Regions from separate parts of the Mus musculus genome. Here region 2 is linked to region 1. The links are chromatin contacts, called in public Hi-C maps. All regions are on one chromosome and are shown on one strand. Each heading gives the region's core, a stretch centred on a gene start, on an enhancer-like site or on the middle of the called end of the contact. The rest is flanking DNA. Distances are from core to core; before and after follow the strand shown. Region 1 holds the start of Epha3 (Eph receptor A3). Region 2 has its middle 210 kb from the start of Csnka2ip.

Region 1 (6,959 bases), core at 1,510-4,009:
ATTGGACTTTTTCCTCACTCAGCAGTGGGTTCAGTCAAAAATGTCTGGGTTACAGTGTCCCTTTCAATGAGGATTGTCAGCCCTTCCACACCATGTGACACAGCCCTGGTTTATCCTGGGATGATAATAATTTCCTAAACCTCAGACAGAATCCATTTATTCCTCTGCTTTTGGGTTTGCTCTCTTTAGCCTAGAATAGGTTACGAACACATTGACTTGTGGCAAGGAAATTCTATGCCATTTTCAGTCTACCCCATGGAGAATATTTCCCCAACAGCCACCATCAACTCTGGCTTTCCTCCTGTCCTCTGATGCTATCTCTCTTCCTGACAAAAATACACTGTGTTGCATGCATGTTGGGGTTTTAAAAGTATTTCCCCTCTATTGGACATCACTCTAATTTTGTTTATGCTCCTTCTGTCTACTAACAGTGTCTTCTGAACTCTTGAACTGTTAAATGTTTACCTCTCCTTATATTTCAACACCACTTTTTGGGGAGGACAAGAATCCATTGCAATCATGTCTGTACTTCCAATCTTACTTGCTAGTCTGTCTGTTGACCTGAATTTCTTTTCACATCTATCTAAAATAATCCTGAGATTATAAATCTTTGCAACTTCTTTTTTCTTCCTTCCTTCCTTCCTTCCTTCCTTCCTTCCTTCCTTCCTTCCCCCCCTCTTCCGTCCCTCCTTCCCTTCTTCCTTTCTTTTTCTTTCTTTCCTTCCTTTTACTTATTCATTCCTTCTTTTTATTTTAGAGGCAGGATTTCATGTAGCCCAGGATGTCATATAATTCAGTGTGTAATGAGAAGTTTTTCTTCCTCCATCCTCCAAACGCTGTGTTACACACCCTGCCTATGTAATACTGGGTGTAGAACTCAGGTCCTCATGCAAGCACTCTACCAACTGGGCTACACTCTCAGCTTTGGGACCTCTCTTTTTCTGCTGTCTTTTTGGATTAAGGAGTCTACAACTGAGACATCCTAGATAGCTTACATAGTGTGCCTAGCTCAGGCATTGCTTTAAACTCCATTTCTGCATACTTGTAACATTGTTCAAACATGAACAACCTTTTCACCATCCCAGGTGGTTGTTAGATGTTAGATGTGAAAGAGAAATAATGGGATAGTGAGAGGAAAGGAAGTAATACGTTCATAAAGACCAGCATACCATCATGACCTTTCCAAATGCTTTTAAATTGCAATCTGAAATAAATGTCATTTCTTTCAAACTCTCAGTAAAAAAAAAAAATCATATCCAGCTATGAAGCAATGTAACTGTTGTGGAACTGCAAACATTATGAGGCAATCCCCACTCTCTCCATTTTCTGGTCAACAAACCTTATTTTCAATGGAGTCAGATTTAGCACTGGTGGGCTCTACAGCCTCTGGTGGCCTAATGTGAGAAGGAGTTAGGGAGACAAGTCTCTCGAGGAAGTGTGAACAGAATCAGTCTCTTCCATCTGGCTTCTTCAACCCAACCCATCTTTACCAAACAGTCAACAAAGAGTATCAGAAGCCATTAGCCTAAATTCCAGGGTCATAGAAAGTGGAGTGCTTGTGAAATACACATCTTATTATCAGGACCCTTAAAAACCTACTCCGTCTCCCTTCTCAGGGCTCTAACACTGATCACTGGCGTTAACGTTGTCAACCTAATTTTCCGTTTTGAAGCCGTGTAAGGAAGTCATCTTGCTCCTTTTCAGGATAGGCTGAGATGGATGGGTGGTTGAGAGGGTTGGTGAGGAATCATTTTCTGGGACCTATTTCAAAGATAATTCAAAAGAGATCTTAAAGTAGAAATTGGATAAATTACATGGCTGAAGTAGGTTGCAGTGAGGTTGTTCAGCATGAGACCGTTTGTAACCATCATGCAAAGTAATTTAGCAAGTCCAAGGACATTGTTCTCTAGGAAATACTGGATTTTTCAGCGTTAAAAGAGCAGCCTTCAAATAGTCCCAGATTAGTGGCAGCTGGAAGGCAGAACAGGGAGCTATGAGTTAATCTCCGAGTCTCACAAAACAGGAAAGTTCTAGTGCTAGCTAGTTGTAGGCAGGAGCATTCCTTGTTCAGGACTTTCGATTTATATTGCAAATCCAGCAACCATCCGATGGAATGAGTGGTAGTCTGAAGCTATGGCTTTGGCTAGGATTGTTCCTGTCCTGGGAGGGCAACGGCTATTTGCCAGTGTTCAGAACCTGACTGTGACCTCTCTGTTTCAGCTGAGATTGCTGTATCAAATGCCTTTAACAGCCCCAATACCATGTGGTAGACTGAGCAGTCTACTTTTATCTTGTTGAATCACTAAGAGGACTGTGAACACACAGAACACAGTAAACGGATTAATTGCAATGGTCTTTGTCGTTCTACAATAATTGAATGAACGTCTTCCACTTTTAAAAACAATACTACTTTTTTGAACATTAGTTTCAACTCACAGTACCTCTAATAGGGATCTTTCAGAAATAGGCAACTGATCAAGTATAGCAAACAAATAGCTGCCTTCCCGTGAAAACGGAATGGCTCCCAAGACTCTCCGTCGCTGTCGCTGTCCCAGCACATCTTCTGGCTTTCCTACCCCACCAGCAACACTCTCGACCTCCACCCCTCTGCGTTCTTCCGCAGCTCCGTGGAACGGAGCTGGCTGCCAGCCATGGGGCTGCCCTGCTCTTCTTCAGCGCCCGCTGGCGACGGCACTAGGACCCAGAGAAGTCCCCGAGCGGGGTTCGCAGAAAGGCAGCCAGACTCCTCCTTATCTCCAGTGTCAAACTTGACATCAGACTGCGAGCGGAGCATGGTAACTTCTCCAGCAATCAGAGCGCTCCCCCTCACATCAGTGGTATGCTTCGCGGAGATATGCTCCTCTCACTGCCCGGTGCACCAGCAACATGGATTGTCACCTCTCCATCCTCGTCCTGCTCGGCTGCTGCGTCCTCAGCTGCTCCGGAGAACTGAGCCCACAGCCTTCCAACGAAGGTAAGCCAGGTAACCGCGCCGCTCCCGCCGGAGCGGAGCCCACAGCCCCCGGACGGCGCTGTTCCCTGAGATGCCCAGAAAGCAGTGGCAGCGAAAAGATTGTTTGCCCAGTAGCAATCCCAAAACACTTTTGGGGGATGTCTTGGGATTGTAGAAACCTTTAAAAATAATAATAAATCTGTTTTTAATCTGATAGCGAGCGATTCAAGTGATTACCACATTTACCAATTTGAACCAGAAAGAAAGAAAACCTTCGGTTTCTTTTTTTCTTTTTTTCTTTTTTTAACAACCCAGACTGTTAATTGCCAAATAGCCAAGGCAGTATTTTATTTTCTAATTATGACCATGTGGTTCTTTGAGAAGTTTCAAAGAAAAGGCTAGCCTCTCTTGAGATCCCCGCGGTGTGTTTTAAAGATAATGACAGGTTGCTCCTGCTTACACCCTTTGGCACTTATGAATGGACTGGAGAGAAGGGGGCTCGTTGGACCCGAGGTGTTTGAGTGCGCGCGTGTGTGCATGTGTTTATGTTACAACCGCCTTATTGAAGTGCTGTGGATCCCGCCGGGCGATGCTGTGCTCAGCGATACAGGTTCTCATGGGTAGCATATGCATGCCACATTATTAACAGCAGTGATGGTTCAAGGGATATACAGTGAGCTTAAGTTGGGTTCTTTTGTAAAAAGGCCTTTCATACACATAGAAGGATGCATTTAATGATTGATTGATAATTAGCTCCTGGGTAGATACAGTAAATAACAGACTAGCAAATTAGAAAGAACACTCATGGAAAGCTAACGGCATTTCCTTGATGCTGGATTAATTATTGTCAGTGTAACGGGCATCCTTGCATTCTCAATGGATCAAAGTGTAAACCTAATATTGAGAATATTTGTTTTCGTGGATACTGAGCAGACTCATGATATTTTTTTCAGACTTTTCATTATCTAGTTTTAATGATTTGTGAATACAAACTCTTAAGACAACTTCTCTGAATAATTGATTGCCTTGCAGCAACACTTACAACTTTAATTTCCTCTTAATGATTTTGAACATTGAGAATTGTATCGAGCAAGTTAACAATAGAGGACAGCTGAAGTGCAGGGAGCACAGTAGCTGTACAACACTCACTTAAAAACGTTTTGTAGAGCCAATGTTGTAGACATTATGCTTATGCCCATGTGAAAGAAAAATGTATGTAAACCCATTAGCACAAAGACCGCTTCCCATGTTTGGTGACCCACTTTCACGCTAATGGGACAGTTTAATTTTCTTTCCTTAGTGCCTTGGCTGCCTTTATCAGTCTGACTGGTTTTATTATTTTTTGTTTGCTTTTCAGTAGAGAAGTAGTGGTTTTTTGTTTGTTTGTTTGTTTGTTTTTCTTTTCATCATGAAGATGGGAAAACTGATTTTTTCCACAAATCACTTATTTAGTAATACAAATTAAAATGTTCACTTAAAAATAATCATCAGCCATTCTTGAAAGAAAGGTCATCCTGAGTGGTCATCTGCGCATGAGTAACACAGCAGTATGTTAAATTCTTTTAAAATATTTTTCTCAATATATTAAAATACTAACAATAACTAGAAAATAATATAACTGGCACTTTTATTTATTTATTTATTTTTGCTGAGTTGTCTTTTTCCAAATAGAATGTGTACGGACTACCCAGACAATGATCTCACTGAATTAGTGATGTGTAGGATAGAGATGAACTTACGTTTATGGTCAACTTAACCTCACTTTAAATTGCAAATAATAATAATAATGACCTTAGTTTTATTCATACTCATATAAAAGCAATGCCTATTAATTTAATGTAATAAGTATAATTAAATCTTAATTACCATTAAACCACTTTATATATGTATAATTGAATAGTGTATGTAAATAGTCATGTATTAATACCATAGAGCTATAATGGTAAAAATACTTATAAAACTAATATAGTATTTAATTGGCTTAGCTGAAAGTTTTATGTATCTATTGTTCACAGGATTGGTCTTTTCAGACACTATCATATGGCTGTCTCGCTCTCTTTACAAGGATAAAACAAAAGTTAAAATGATTAGTTTAAGTTAGATAACACTTCAATGAGACTTTAAATATTTATCAAATATCTTGGCCCTAAGCAGTTGAGTTGAGTCATATGGGAAGTGAAAATTTCTGATCTGTGCCACAATTTCCATGCAGTAAGCTGGACTCATAGATAGAGTTAAGATAAAGAGAACCAGATAACGTAGCTTTCCTATATAGCTAAGATAAAGTCAACCAGTTAATGCTGCTTTCTTGTTTCATCAGTAGTTTGAAACCTAAAGCTATATAGGAAGAGGCTATATAGGAAGCTATATAAAGAGCTCCTTATATATAAGAAAATAAATTATACTTGAAATGTGATGCCTAACGTGCTTTAAAACTACAGAAAACCTGCAGCAACATATTTACTAACATATATTCTCCTATCTATCATGGGATAGACATGACAAAGTTGGATGAACAAAACCAGGCCATTGAGCTGATTGCTAAGAAACTCATCTTTATGGGAGTTTTAACAAAAAAAAAAAAAAAAAAAATGAGATGGCTAAATAAAACTATTGAAATTCCAGGAGTCCAAAGTAAAGAAAAATAACTTAAGAGTTTGCGTGAATGTCCCAGTTCATCAGTTAATTATGTGACTTTCTAATGTGATTTTGATAAAGTGACTCCAACTGCTACTTTGCCTCCATGGTCTTGTGGATAATATAGAGCTGTATGATTCCGAGGATGCCTTAAAACCTTGCCTGAAGACCCACGCAGAAGGTAGTAAAGAATTTGTTAACAATGATCAGTTCTTTCCACTCACGTGGCACGAGAAGAAAATTCTACTGAGAAATTAGTTACTTCTCAAAGTAAAATTAGTACTGGACAGTTCTGTGTGGGACAGCCTTAGGCTCAGTTCTGTGTGGGACAGCCTTAGGCTCAGTTCTGTGTGGGACAGCCTTAGGCCCATTCTTCCTTGCAGGGACTCAGATCATGGCAAACAGTAACTTTTGAAAGATGTTAAAGCTTGATACAGAGGGAAGTGATCAACCTTCCTTAGCTCACCCAACTTTACAACTGCATGAAGTACTCTCTATACATACTAAATACTTGTAGCTGTCTGAAGCAAAATGGACTGCTTATTCAATATTATATGCAACATATTCCATCGAACAGTTTCCACAAATTGTATTCACACCTATCCTTTGCATTATTTACACTGAAAATGAGAGTTTTTTTTTTTAATACAGTTCAGTAAAATTCAGTCCCCATACCTAAATACTTCTTGCTGAGATACTCTTTTCTGTAGTGTATCTGTGGGACACTGTCTCTGAAACATTCTTCCTTTAACGTAAATCTCTGCTAAGTACAAGAAAGACTATGCAATTGTTGGACGATTAATAGTAAAACTTGCCTATGTATACTATATACTTCTCTTGGAGCAGTGGGCAAATGTTGACACAATAAATATTTAAGTCACAGATTTTTCACTTTGAAAATTTGTTCTTAATTGGCATCCCCTTTAATGTATATAAACTCTTACTCTCAAATAAAAACTCTCTGTGATTGAAACATTAACAGAGAGCTAAGCTATCATGTCATCTTTATAGGCTTTTTTTTTTTAAAAAAAGAAAAAGAGCTTACATTTGCTTTTAATAGCATTTCTTCATGCTAGACTAAATAATTGAATGCATTATACATTTCTGTAATTTAATAGTTCTCCTAATAGCTTGCCCCTCCTCCCACCCCCAACGGTTATAACTGTGTGCTGTTTGCCTGAAGGTAGAAGAACCCTTAATTTCACTGCTTCATAACCCACAACAGTTAACACTTGACCTAGGTCATTAACAGGATTATCAGCAAATTTGTTTAAGCTTTTACTGACAATCTGAATTGCTATGATAATATTTTGACTGTGCCAAAAAAGTAACTTCTTGTAACCTCTCAAAATTGATCATGAAATTAATT
Region 2 (6,959 bases), core at 1,361-3,860, 530 kb before region 1:
CATCATGTAGGAGCAGTGGTATGTGAATGAATGAGACTGGTTATATGTCAATAAAGTTTTATTTATGACTTACTCTACATAAAGCCCATAAATGCAGACCCTTGACCAGGTGAATCTTCTGATCTTTAATAATAATAATAACAAACCCCACAAATATAACAGACAAAATATTATTGAATAGTTGATATGTGTTTAATTCCACAGGGTAACATGAATAATTATCAGAGTTGCATTTATAAAGCAGAGTGCCTGCATCTCTTTTGTGATGGATTTTGAGGAAGACTTGAATAAAACATTAAGAATTTTAGTTATATTTGTTCATAATTATTACCCTGGTTATATTGTTGTGTCATTTAATTATTAAAAGTAAAGATTCACAAGTGAATCTTAGTCTGTACTGAAGTAGGAGTTTCAAAACTGAGTAAATACGGAGACAATGGGTTAGTCTCTGTAATCCCTAGGGCTGTGAATACTTTTATAGATTTTGAAAGTTTCACTCTATTTCCCATCACTTGGAATAGGTTTATTCAACATGTAGAATCGGTATCTATTGCAAATGACACTTTCCATGTACTATTTCTTCTCTTCCCATCTTAAATTCTAACTTATTTTAACAGATACTCAAAACTGTATACCTATATGCATGTGTGTGTGTTATGTGTAAGTGTGTACATATACATTTAAATATGCATGTTTATAAGGTAATGCCAGACAAAAATGTATGATTTCATTTATGAGGAGTATGTGAAGCAGGAAAACTTATGAACTTGGGAAATAAATGAGCATTTGTCAGAAGCTTCAAGTCAGGGAAGATAGAAAGATCTTTACAGGGTATGTAGGTTCTTTCTGAAGCTGTGATACAATTCAAATTAAGGGTTCTATATTCTGAAAAACAAATGAATTTATATTTTAAGTGGGCATCCTGGAGAGCATGTAAATTGTCTTTCAAAAACTCCATCCAAAAAAGCAGAACAAAATATAATAAAATGGCCTCTTCACCGGGCTTTTAATTAGCTTAATTCCTCGTAGTGATCCGAGGTTCTTCTAACCTGGAGCTGAAACAGATAGCTCATCCATGCTGCAGAATCACTACGGCATATAGACATTCATAGAGTGATATCAAAAAACTCCTGATAGCTAATATTGTGAAGAATTTGGGATTGTGCGTGTCTGGGTAAACTTAGTTTTTGTTGCTGTTGTTTTGTGAGCATGTATGTGTTTGTGTGTATGTGCATGTGTGCAGATCTTTAGCTTTCTAGAACATCTTCCAGCTGCATAATAAAGCCTGAGATATGCGTGGGAAGCTCCTTGGTTTATATCTCTAAAAGACTAGATCAAGTCTGGTTATGCTATTACCATTGACCCGTGAAGAAACCAAATCTTTTTCAAACTACTGAACAAAAGGACCAGATTTTCATCAGCTCTGATAGATGGATTATTGAATTTTTTTTCTATTTTTATCTCTTTTCTTTCATGTAAATAGCCATATTAGCAATTATCATCATCTGAAATGGTGCAGAGCCATGTGGCCCAAGAACAAGGATTCGGAACTTAATTGTACAGGATGTTGTTTCTCTTTATGATGAGGTTGTACTTAAAAATGTTGAAAACCCCATGACATGAGGTGACTTTATTTATTTATTTTTGTAGCTATAATTGTGGATGAACACAAGAACCTGATTTAATTAAGCAAAGTTTTATGGAATGTGATCTTCCTCAGTTTTGCATAGCTTGCGTCTCCTTATGTCTTATGTTAATTGACTTTTAACAGGCACATTTTAGAGTTTTCCTTCAGCAGTAAAAGTGATGGCTTTGACTCTAAATTAATTCACAATGTAAGCCAAATATATACATTGCTCATTTTAAATTTTACCTTCCATTACTTATGTGCATATATCAAATGCCATAGTGATGTTTATTGTTTTGCCAGCTTTAGTGTTTTCTAGGGACATTCTGGTAACGTCAGTATATTTAGGCACAGCATTTGGTTGCTTCATTAGGTATAGCATAATGCTGTATTACCATCAAAGATTTTATTGTGAAATTTTGGCATTGTGTGCAGGCTTTTTTTTTTCCATATGGGTAACTTAGGGTAAAAACAAGAAGTTGTATTCATTCATTTGACCTCATCTTCAGGTTACACAACTCCGGCAACATATGCTGGTAACATTATGCAAAAGTCTGTCTTCCTTTAGATCAGAGATGTTGATAGGGATAGATCATAAAATCAAAACAAACCCAGCACACTAGTAACTAGGGGAGGGGCTGTCTTTACAACGCTGGCATGGATTTTCTCTGTTCAACTACAGCTTTCATGTGCAGAATAAAAAAAGGGGGGCGGTAGTGAAAGCTAAATATCTATGAGTCCCTTTCCCTAATCTGTCACAGGCCACTGACTGGGTTAATAGCTAGGAGGAAAAGCTATCTTGTCAACGGCAACTGAACTTTCATCTCAACCAAGATCTTCCATCAATGAGTTGTCAAAAATAGAAAGGAAAAGAAAAGGATATTCTCTGACGCTCTTCCATTTTACCCTGCGGAGCACCTGCTGCCTTAAATGATGCCAAGCTGACTGGCAGCAGGTAGTTTCTGAGGAAAAAAAAACCCAGCTCCTTTCCCCCCACCTGCCTCCTGCAAGGCTCCTCCAGCCTCCGCTGAGTCTTTGGCAGGGGATTGTTCTAGGGAAAGTCAATAGGGCCTGCTGTCAGCACACTGTGCCTCTGACCATTTGTAAAGGCTTAGCCTTCTTCAAGTTTACTTGTCAGCAGCCTTGCTTTGAAATGGATTTCTGCGTCAATGTGTGCTGCCTCCTACTCATGTCAGGAAGTGGTCATAGGGGCCTGATTGGATTCCTTTTCAGGATCCTGGCAGTAATGATACTCACTGTCTGCCATCCTTCAGGAAATATCTTTCGCAGCAAAGGCACTGGTGAAAAGACGCCACTCGAGCTTTTTCCCTGAAGAATGCTGATAATCACTAGGCCACATATATGGATATTTATAACATGCTTGAAATGTATTCTTGTCCTAGACACGGAGTGTCTTTATTATTAAAAGAATGAAATCACAAGCAATGGGCAGCACACAACAGTCAACATCTCCTAACACAATGGAGTTTTCACAGATATAGAAATGTCAGGCAGTCAATGTCTGAAGATTATACAGACTTTTCTGCTGAAGGTCTTAACTACTCAGTCTATAAATTCATGCATGGTTAAAAGGTTTTGGAGGGAAGAAATGATCTTGTAGGTGCGTTTCTTATTTTGCATAGTAGCTACCATAAGTGGGCCCTAAGTTTTTTAAAGGTAGATCAGAATAATTAATTATGATTTGAATTTCTTTTATCATGAATCTCTCTGAACATCAGTATTTTTGTGGACATTGACTGAGAGCATTTAATCTACTCATTTATTCTTTTCTTTATAAGACAAATTACCTTAAGGGTAGGATGCTGTAGACTATTTGCCTCACAGTGTTGGGAGACTGTCAGGATGCATTCCAAAAATGGAGCCATGTGTGGGGATTTCTGAGCGTTTGTGAGAAAACTCCAAGAAACCAAGACAAGAGTATTGTAACCTCAGTGTCTTTAGAAATACAAAATTGTTCTTGAATTATGTTTCAGGCCTCTCCCAGATGTAGTGGATAGGAGTGAGTTTACATAATATTATTCACAATAATTGTCTCTTGTTAGTAGTTTACATGCCTTTATGCGAAAACATGATTTTGCTGTGTGTGTCTTGTCCTTGGGATTGTGACTCCTCTTAACCCCCAGGGTATAAATTGTCTGAGGCTCTGAACAAAGTTTGCTATTGAATGACACTTTACTTTGCCTCATTTATAGGTGCCATTCTCTCAAGTCCCACTGCCTCTACAGTGGTGATAAGTGACACCTGTACTAGGTACCTGAAGTTAGCTACGAGGTAAAAGAATAGGGACCCTCGCCAGAAAGAGGTGACTAAGAGTAATGGGGTAGAAACCAGAAAAGAGATTGCCTTATGTTGAGCTTGTACATCACTTTATAGGGGGCAGCTCAAATATTAAATGTTAAACAACTATCAATAAAATATACAGAAAGGGAAATTTTCCCCATTCAGGCAAAATTGAAAGTAAAAACAGAGCTACTGATAGCTATGCCCTAACAATGACTTCCTCAGCTCCCTTACTGGAGCCTCCTTTAAATATTTATCTTCTCTTTCCTGCAGATCCTGAAGTATGGATTGAGGTCTTGATAATCAACATAATCTTTATTCTCTCTCCTTCTTGATGAGAATTTAGGAGAGTCTATGAAAATAAAATGATAAGCTTGCAACCTAGGCAAGTTGAGGTAAGACAGGGAAAGGACTTTGTTTCTCAACTGTTCCCTCGTTTGCTTGGTGTTTCCAATACCCTCATCAATTGATGTAAAACTCTAAAAGGAGCAGTGGCATTGGGCAGTCCTCACATATTATCCCAAGAGGCAAGGAAACAAACATAGCTTTTAAAATTCAGACCTGAAGAAGCATTTGTGTGTCCTGTGGATTATTCACTGCCTGTAACCTTACTTATTTTGTTCACTAAACTGACTCCTCCTGGTATTAGAGCACAATAGAATAAACCATTGCAATGGATTTATTTATACCACAAAGGCCAGAAAATATTAATTGCTTATCTTACTGTTCTTATGAATTAATAAATCAGAGGAGGACCCAATGTAAACAATTATATGGATTTGATCCTTGTTGTATTATTTTACCCTTAACTGTTTTTTTCTTTTATCTTTTATTTTTTTAATCTTTTATTTATTTATTTGTTTACACTCCAGATTTAATTCATTTCCTGGTCCACCCTCCAACTGTTCCACATTCCATACTTATTCCCCTCCCCCCTGTCTCCACTGTCTCCATGAGGCTGTCCCTCCACCCCTCACCCCCCAGCCCACCAGACCTCTAACCTCCCTGGGGCCTCCACTCTCTTGAGTAAACCCAGGGGCATCTTCTCTGACTAAACCCAGACCTGGTAGTCCTCTGCTGTATATGTTTTGGGTGCCTCATATCAGCTGGTGGATGCTGCCTGGTTGGTGGTCCAATGTTTGAGAGATCTCAGGGTCTAGGTTAATTGAGACTGCTGGTCCTCCTACAGGTCACCCTCCTCCTCTGCTTCTTCCAACTTTTCCCTAATTCAACCACAGGGGTCAGCAGCTACTGTCCAATGGTTGGGTACAAATAACTGCATCTGACTCTTTCAGCTGCTTGTTGGGTCTTTCAGAGGGTAATCTTGCTAGGTTCCTTTTTGTGGGCACTCCATAGCCTCAGTAATAGTGTCAGACCTTGGGGCCTCCCCTTAAGATGGATCCTACTTTGGGCCTGGACTCGGACCTTCTTTTCCTCAGGCTGCTCTTCATTTCCATTCTTGCAGTTCGTTCTCACACTCTAAGATCAAGAATCAATAAATGGGACCTCATGAAACTGGAAAGCTTCTGTAAGGCAAAGGACACAGTCAATAAGACAAATCTGCAAGCTACAAATTGGGACAAAACCTTCACTAACCCCATGTCTGATAGAGGGCTAATATCCAAAGTATATAAAGAACTCAAGAAGCTAACCACCAAAAAACCAAACAACCCAATCAAAAAATAGGGTATAGAACAAAACCAAGAATTCACAACAGAGGAATCTCAAATGGCTAAGAAGCACCTAAAGAAATGTTCAAAGTCCTTAGTGATCAAAGAAATGCAAATCAAAATGACACTGAGATTCCACTTTACACCAGTCAGAATGGCTAAGATTAAAACCGAAGGTGATAACACTCATTGAAAAGGATGTGGAGAAAGAGGAATACTTCATTGCTTGTGTGATTGAAAACTGGTACAACCACTCTGGAAATCAATCTGGAGGTTCCTCAGAAAATTGGAAATAGATCTACCTGAAGACCCAGCAATACCACTCTTGAAAATATACGCAAAAGATGCCCCACCATGCCACAGGGGCACATGTTCCACTACTTTCATAGCAGCCTTATTGGTCATAGCCAGAAGCTTGAAACAACCCAGATGTTCCACAACAGAAGAATGAATACAGAAAATGTGGTTCATTTACACAATGAAATACTACTCAACTATTAAGAACTAGGGCATCCTGAGTTTTGCAGGCAAATGCAACTAGAAACTAGAAAATATAATCCTGAGTGAGGTAACTCAGACCTAAAAGGACATGCATGGTATGTACTCACTAATAAGTGGATGTTAGCAAAAAAAGAAAAGAAGGAAAAAATATAGAATAACAAAGATATTCCACAGAACTTAAAAAGATCAACAAGCTAAAGGGCCCAAGTGAGGATGCCTCAGTCCCACTTGGGTGAGAGAAGAAAGCAGTCACAAGCAGGGAGGGAGAGAGGGACCTGGGAGGGAAAGTGGAAGTGGTGGGGGAGGGGGAGAGGGGAATATGATGTGGTATTGGATTGGGGAAAAGACTGAAGCCCTGAGGGCCAGCAGAAAGAATGGAAACAGGCAACATTGGGAGCTAGGAGGTTGGGAGCAACCTCCAGAATGTAACAGAGACCTAGGAAGTGAGATACTCTCAGGAGTCAAAAGGAGGAGCCTTAGACAAAAGGACTACAGTGGGGAGAGGGTACTTGTAGAACCCACCTCCAGCTGAAAGACAGGGCATCAAGTGAGGCATGTGGTTACCATCCCATAGTCAAAACTGACCCATAATTTTTTCTGTCTGAAAGGACAATCTGTTTTTAAGAGCAGTACAATTTCATTTTGCAGGTTGCTATGGGAAGATAGGAAATCATTATCCAGATAGTAAGCTATGAGATTTTCTCATATGAACTGATTATGAGATTATAAAAATTGCTCAACTTTCCCCTATTCCACAGGCAGATATTTTTTTTTAATTGAAGTTGATTTAAGGATGTAGGAAGGATTCATGGTCCAGATATTCATCAATACATTAATACTTCTTTTTCTTCAGCCAACAG

Evidence for each region. Hi-C and Micro-C count contacts between places; a contact is called where the count stands out from the background.
Region 2: a Hi-C map of cerebellar granule neurons shows a contact between it and region 1, with 2.8 times the contacts expected there. The contact joins the enhancer-like site here to the promoter of Epha3 in region 1. A contact is called at or near these places in 2 of 39 promoter capture datasets (hippocampal neurons and liver), 1 of 484 Hi-C or Micro-C datasets (cerebellar granule neurons) and 2 of 115 datasets of contacts at active chromatin or transcription factors (astrocytes and embryonic forebrain).

Annotation. Positions count from the first base shown.
Region 1 is chr16:63,859,975-63,866,933 of GRCm38.p6, reverse strand. Epha3 (Eph receptor A3) reads left to right here and starts at 2,759. Exons shown (of 17, transcript NM_010140.4): 1 at 2,759-2,974. The coding sequence starts at 2,887.
Region 2 is chr16:64,387,347-64,394,305 of GRCm38.p6, reverse strand. No RefSeq gene overlaps it. Among named protein-coding and RNA genes, the nearest start is that of Csnka2ip, 210 kb to the left of the region's middle. Within about 2 kb of position 2,610, at least 3 of the 459 cell types and tissues checked have an H3K27ac peak or open chromatin away from gene starts, as enhancers often do. A contact at or near this core is called in cerebellar granule neurons, where this site is marked.